Regions from separate parts of the Sus scrofa genome. Here region 1 is linked to region 2. The links are chromatin contacts, called in public Hi-C maps. All regions are on one chromosome and are shown on one strand. The core of a region is the stretch at or near the end of the contact, and the rest is flanking DNA. Distances in the headings are between cores, read along the strand shown.

What was found. Hi-C and Micro-C count contacts between places; a contact is called where the count stands out from the background.
Region 1: a contact with region 2 is called in a Hi-C map of alveolar macrophages, with 1.9 times the contacts expected there. The contact joins the promoter of RAI14 here to the enhancer-like site in region 2. A contact is called at or near these places in 6 of 47 Hi-C or Micro-C datasets (alveolar macrophages, embryonic fibroblasts, epiblast stem cells and 1 more).

What each region holds. Positions count from the first base shown.
Region 1 is chr16:20,267,432-20,270,428 of Sscrofa11.1, reverse strand. It overlaps RAI14 (retinoic acid induced 14), which reads right to left and starts at 1,701. Exons shown (of 20, transcript NM_001128462.1): 1 at 1,597-1,701.
Region 2 is chr16:20,165,191-20,168,480 of Sscrofa11.1, reverse strand. No RefSeq gene overlaps it. Among named protein-coding and RNA genes, the nearest start is that of RAI14, 100 kb to the left of the region's middle. Within about 2 kb of position 1,265, at least 18 of the 83 cell types and tissues checked have an H3K27ac peak or open chromatin away from gene starts, as enhancers often do. A contact at or near this core is called in alveolar macrophages, where this site is marked.

The DNA.
Region 1 (2,997 bases), core at 452-2,951, 100 kb before region 2:
AACAACTGGATAAATTTCCTCACATGAAATCTATTGCCTTACAAGTCCAACGGGGGGGGGGGGATATGACACTGGTTAAGCATCACTAAGAAACATGATGAGACTACACCCATCAGTAATAAAATTCCCAGCCACACCTGTAAACAGGACTCTTCAGGCTGGGGTCAGAGCAATCAAAATGCAGCCTCCCTGTGATGTACTCTTCTCCAACTATGTTCAAACCTTAGAGGTGAGACTCTAATGGCTAAGATGAGCTTCTGTCTTACTGATCCATAAAGGCAATTCCTCCCTCTGCCAGGCCCTGCAGGTCTTGAGATCACATTCTCCAGAGAACTGGCAATGGTCCCATCATCCCAGGGCGCTTAATAGTCTCCTCCCTTGGAAGGAAAACAGAGACCAAACTAAATCACCTGTGACCCTGCGGCCAAAGGAACCCGCGAGGTCCAGGTGAGCGGCCTTGAGTCCGCAGATTTGCCCCAATCGTTGGAAACAAAGTTTCCCTGAGCTGGGCTCCTTGGAGAAGCGCAAGCTTGGCTATACAGCCCAGGTGCTGCGAGGTCACTTGTAACGTCTCCACTTTACCGTGGGCTCCGTCTGCCTGGATGGAGTCTGTCTGCAGCCTCTCCCGGCTCTGAGCCTACCCCTCTTCACAAAAGCGGGGTACGAGGTCCAAACGCAAAGGAAAGCGTCAGCTAGGGGTTAGCAGATGAACTCTGCAAACTGCAGAAACTAAACAACAGACACAAAAACCTGCCCAAGCCAGCACTGAAGAGAGGGTGGGTTAGGGAGGGTACCCACCCTGCAGAGCAGAGGTTGGAGTGGATGGCGGGCGGGAGCCCTTCTCTCGGCTCCACATCCTCCCTCCTCCCCAAGTCCCAGCTACTCGGAGTCGGCCCGAACTCCAGCATCTTTCCTCCCAGCCCTTCTCGGAGCTGCGCTAGGGAAAAGGACAAGAAGAACCGGGAGCGGGGGTCAGTCCCGCGCCCGGAGCGGCGTCGCCTGCACCCTTGCACCAGCTGAGGGCTCCTGAAGTCAGAAAAGGAACAATAGCGGACCCTCGGCCGCCCCAGCCCGCCGAGTCTCCCGCTCGCGCCTTCCTCCCACCTCCTCCAAGTTCAGCGCGGAGGCGCGTCGAGTCCAGAAGCGGGGACCCGGGGGAGTCAGGCGCCGGACCGGCCAGGCAGGTGGGACAGGGAGCTGACTGGGCGCAGCCAGAACGCCCTGCCGGGGGCTGGTCATTCATTCCCACCCGCGCTCCCTCCGCAACCACCCTTGCCTCAGCCGGCCTACGAGTCGCGGGGGCCGGTAGGAGAGGACCCCTCTCCCAACTTGGCTCGTCCTCCCTCTCTACTCTGACCCCCCACCATCCTCCTCTTCCTCTGTTTCTCAATCTGTCCTCGGCAGACAGTTGGCGGCCGGCGGGGACAAGAGAGCGGTGACGGGACCCTCGCAGCCACCCCGCCAAGCCCCTCTGCCCGGCGCGCCGTCCGCGCCTCCTCGCCGCCTCCCTCATCCGAGTCCCAGACACAAAGGCGGGGACCGTAGCCGAGGACCCCGCTCCCGGGAGCTTCCCAACTCTCAGCGCCGCGAACTCACCCCATCGAGACGGCGGCGGCTCCCGGGCCCCGCTGGCTGCGCCACCCCGCCCGCCGCTTCCCCAGGAAAACGCGGCCGCCGGGCTCGCTTCCTGCTCGGCTTCCTGCGCCTCGGTCCCTCCTCCTCCTCCCCCGCTGCGGGGGTCAGTGGGCGCCGCGGCTCCCGGGCTGGGCCGGCGGGGCGGGGGCAGCGGCAGCACCACCACGTGGCCGCCCGGCGCCGGCCCCCGCCGACCCGGATCCCGCGGGAGCGGGGAGGGAGGTGCTAACCATTCCCCTCCCCTTCCCCCCCGCGCGGCCCCAAATTCCGCGAGTCAGGTGATCCGGCCCCGCGCTCCGGCCGGGACCTGCTGGAGGTGCTCCCGCCCGGCGGCCGCCCCCTCCTCAGGCCCGCGCGCCGTGGCGTCCGCGGCTTGCTTTCAGTTTTCCCCAGATCGTGGGACCCTCCCCCGTGGATCTGTTTGAGCCTCATCACCTGAAGTTAATGGAAACCACCGGGTTTAAGACGGATGAGATCCTGAATAGTCTTCCTTTCTGGTTAATGTCCAAAGTCGTTTGTGGTCGTGGGGGTGTTGTAAAGTCACTCATCCGAGCTCCTTTAAGTCGGTTGTTTTCTCCAAAATTCTTGAACAGAAAGTAAACTAGAATACGCTCATATTCTCTGGACTGAACCAGTTGGTTGGAGTGACTGTTCCAAACACTCCTCAGGTGGCAGGAGAAGACTCCCAGCGTTGTGTTGCCCAGGCGCTGGGAAGGAGAAACCGACAGCCTGAACTGAGCGACACCTCTGGGAATGCCCGCCCTGCGAGGTCTGGGATGCAAAGGGGGCTGGCCACACACACACACACCTCCAGAGTTTCTTCTTTACACACACACACACACACACACACACGCCCCTCGAGAGTTTCTTACACACACACATCCCTCGAGAGTTTCTTCTTTCCCCAGCTGCTGAGCCTGGCGTTTGAATGGTGACAGACTCCTCCTTTAATTCCAGGGATTGCAAACCTCTCTACCTCTCACTTAATTTGGATCAGCTTTGCCACTCATTGGTCAAGCTAACCAGCTATGGCTTAAAAAGTCTTTTTTCTCCAAAACCCCTGTGCTTTCCCTGTTAACTCTACATCCTTTGCTGAGGGCAGACAGCTTCTTGAATAAATAAGCAGTATGAGACCTTTTCTGGTGAGATCCACTCTAAATCAATTGAACTTCTTTAAAAAAGCAATTCCAACAAAAATGAAATTCTCCTTGCCAGAGGTCAATTTACAATGTCTCGGCCAGATCTTTAGGACTTGGAGACAGACGTTATCTGTACCCCCTCATCACCCACCCACCACCAAGCCAAGGGGACAGCCTGTCTTAGCTTTAACAGGTGACTTAGCAGAGAGCAGAAGGTGTGTGA
Region 2 (3,290 bases), core at 16-2,515:
ATTCAAGCACCTGTTGACCAATGGGTTTTAATACCAGAGAAGAAAAACATTCATTTCGTCCTGACATACCTTTCTATTTATTACAGAAGAGCAGTCAAGTCTGATTTGCCGTCATTGTCTGGTGCCTAGGACAGAGTGCGTATGTGGTAGACATTTCTTAAACAAATGAATGAATCAGTATTTAGACATTGGTGTTGGAAATGGATGCCGTCCACTCTGGAGGATACTGAATTAAATTCCATTCCATTTCAATGGATGCGGTCACTTGGAGTGGCATACAGAGTGTCAGGCTGGAGACACCTATGGTCCCATGGTCTTCACCTTCCTTCGCATCTATTTTTTCGGGGGAAGGGCAGTGTTAAAAGATAGCCTGGGATATCTTAACATTTTAAAGCATTTATTTGATAGAGCAAACTTCAATTCCAATTGGCAGTGCCAAACCGGAAGTGTTTAATGGCTATCCACCCAAGGGAGCTGGAGCAAGCCTTACAGCGAAGACTCATGAAGCAAACCAAGGAAATGATTTGATTGGCTACAGCCTAAGCAGTTGCCTTATTTGGGAAAGCCCAGTCGGCTGGTTGTGATTGGTTGTCCTTGGGTTTCTATTTCATAACCTTGTGGCATTTACAGGCTTCCTCTTGGTTTGCTTACATAGGCTGTGAAGGCATTAGAGCTCTTGTAATCTAATGGCCTCCTTGTTTAATTAATTTAATGGGGGAAATGATCCAGGCCACACTGACTTTGTCTTTTTAATTCCCCAAGAGGAGAGTGAGCATTAGTTTTTAAGTGCATTCTCTCACAAGATGAGAAACAATAATTTCCAGATTAAAACAAAACAAAACAGAAAACAACCCAGTAGGTCTGATCATCTAGGACGCTTGGGTGGAAACGTGAGGCTTTTATGAAGGATTTCACTTAGGCAGAGAAGGTTTCACATGAAAGCCAAAGGCATTCTGGATTGATGTTTCTGGGTATATTCTTGTTTCTGTCTATACCACTCCATTCCAGTTCACTCTTTTAAAAGATATAATTTTTAAAGTTGAGGAACAGCTTGTGTAAATTTATAGATGGGACAGAGGGCTTTGACTAAGTAGCTGATTCTGAGTGATGGTGATTTTCCAAGTCTGATTTCCATTATTAGAAAAGGGGAACGCAGTAACAGATGATGTCATCATTGGAACCGCAGAAGCCTGAGGACGGTAGAGGCGCTGCCTCACTCCCGCTGTTGCCAAGCGTTGAAGTGGAACCGTGGAGATGGATGGCTTGGGATAACTTTTGGCAAGCCATCTAAATGTCAGAGCTTGTTTTCCAGGCCCCTGAAGGCTGTTGGTTCCCTTTAAAGACACCCAGGTCTCTATCATATTCCGTAATTTTTTTTCCTTCTTTCCCAAATAGATCACTTCGAACTGTAGCCATTACAAATACAAATTGCAGTTCATTCATAGGACTGAGATGCCATATGCTAACTCACAGCAGTACTTGGAGTAAAAAAAAAAAAAAAGGCAGCAAAGTAAAAAAACTTCCTTCCGTGGCTCCCTAGAACGCCCACTAAGTCTCACCCAGCAGGACTGTTTAGGATGGAGAACAGCTTGCCTGATACCAACGTACTTCCCACCCCATACGGAGTTGACATTTTCTCACTGCATGCGGTTCTCTCCCTGCTCTGCAGATACTAAGCGCTCTGCCTTCCCACAGATTTTTCGAGTAATTAGTTGCTCGCTGCCAGTAAACCCAGCCACTTTTGAGGGACAACACGCATCCTCCTCCCAGTCAATCTTGCTGTTTTTGAGTTGCTGCCAATTTTGCTTCTTCTGGGAGCTGGCAGATGGGTCCTGTCTCTTTCGGCTGATGAAGATGTAGAGGCTCAGAGCTCGGAGTTAAACTCTAACGAGGAACAAAGTTGGACAGAACCTCCTAGGTCTCTTCTAGCCCTAATCTTGCCAGTATTCCCCAAGGTGCTAGCACAGAGCCTCAGTCATCGCGCACACACAGTAAGTATTAATAATTGCGCGTGGTGATAGGGCTGAAGGCATTTAAATGCAGGGTGACAACAGCACACGTTTGCTAAGTGCTTACCAGGGGCCAGTCACCTTCCTAATTAGCGCCGGGAATGTCTGATCCCTGTCAGTTCTCACAGCAACACCAGGAGGAAGGTACTATTATCACTCCTATTTTATCTATTTACTTTTTGTGATTTTTATTTTTTTCCATTATAGCTGGTTATCACTCCTATTTTAGAGATGGGGAAACTGAGGCACTCCGTTGAAGCAACTTGCCCAAGGCTGCAGTTATTAAGAGAAGGAGCTGTGCTCACGTCAGTGAGCCGTGGCTGTCCCCACATCAAAGCCCATGTTCCTCAGGGTAATAATGACAGCAACAGTAATGAAACAGGGAACACTTCTTTGGTGTGTCACTCACTAGTCCGAGGATTCTAGGTAAATCGACTCTTAGAATTTTCACAGCAGGAGGAAAGTACTACTATTAGCCCGCCTTTTACAGATGAGTAAACAGCAACACAGAGACATTAAGAAACTTGCTTGGGGAGTTGCCGTTGTGGCAGAGTGGTTAACGAATCCGACTAGGAACCATGAGGTTGCTGGTTCGGTCCCTAGCCTTGCTCAGTGGGTTGAGGATCTGGCATTGCCGTTGAGTTGTGTTGTAGGTTGCAGATGCAGCTCAGATCCCGCATTGCTGTGGCTCTGGTGTAGACCAATGGCCACAGCTCCAAGTAGACCCCTAGCCTGGGAACTCCATATACTGCGGGAGCAGCCCTAGAAAAGTTAAAAAGACCGAAAAAAGAAAGAAACTTGCTCAGGGTCATGCAACTCTTCAGTGGCAGAGCTGGGACTTGAACCTAGGCTTCAGAGTAGGTGCATTTAGTCATGGGCTAGATTTCGCTACAGATTAACGAGAAGGCTATACCTCCTCACCCACGGCAGGAAGGAGGAGGCAGCTTCCTCCAAGAGCTTTTTCTGAGCCCAAGCTCCAGGGTGCTGGGTAACCCTATCAGCACCTGCATGGACGTTTCTGCTCCTCTCACGCACAGACGGCGGTCATGGGTGGCCCAAATGGTCTAAATCATTTCCTGCATATTTTTGAGAAAATAAGGAGAATATGGTTTCCTTTATGTTCTTTCTTCCTTCCTCTCCTCCTCTCTTTGTCTCTCTCTTTCTCCCTCCTTCCTTCCTTTCTTTTTTTTTTTTTTAAGCTGCACCTGCAGCATATAGAAGTTCCCAGGCTAGGGGCTGGATCGGAGCTGCAGCTGCCAGCCTCCACCACAGCCACAGCAA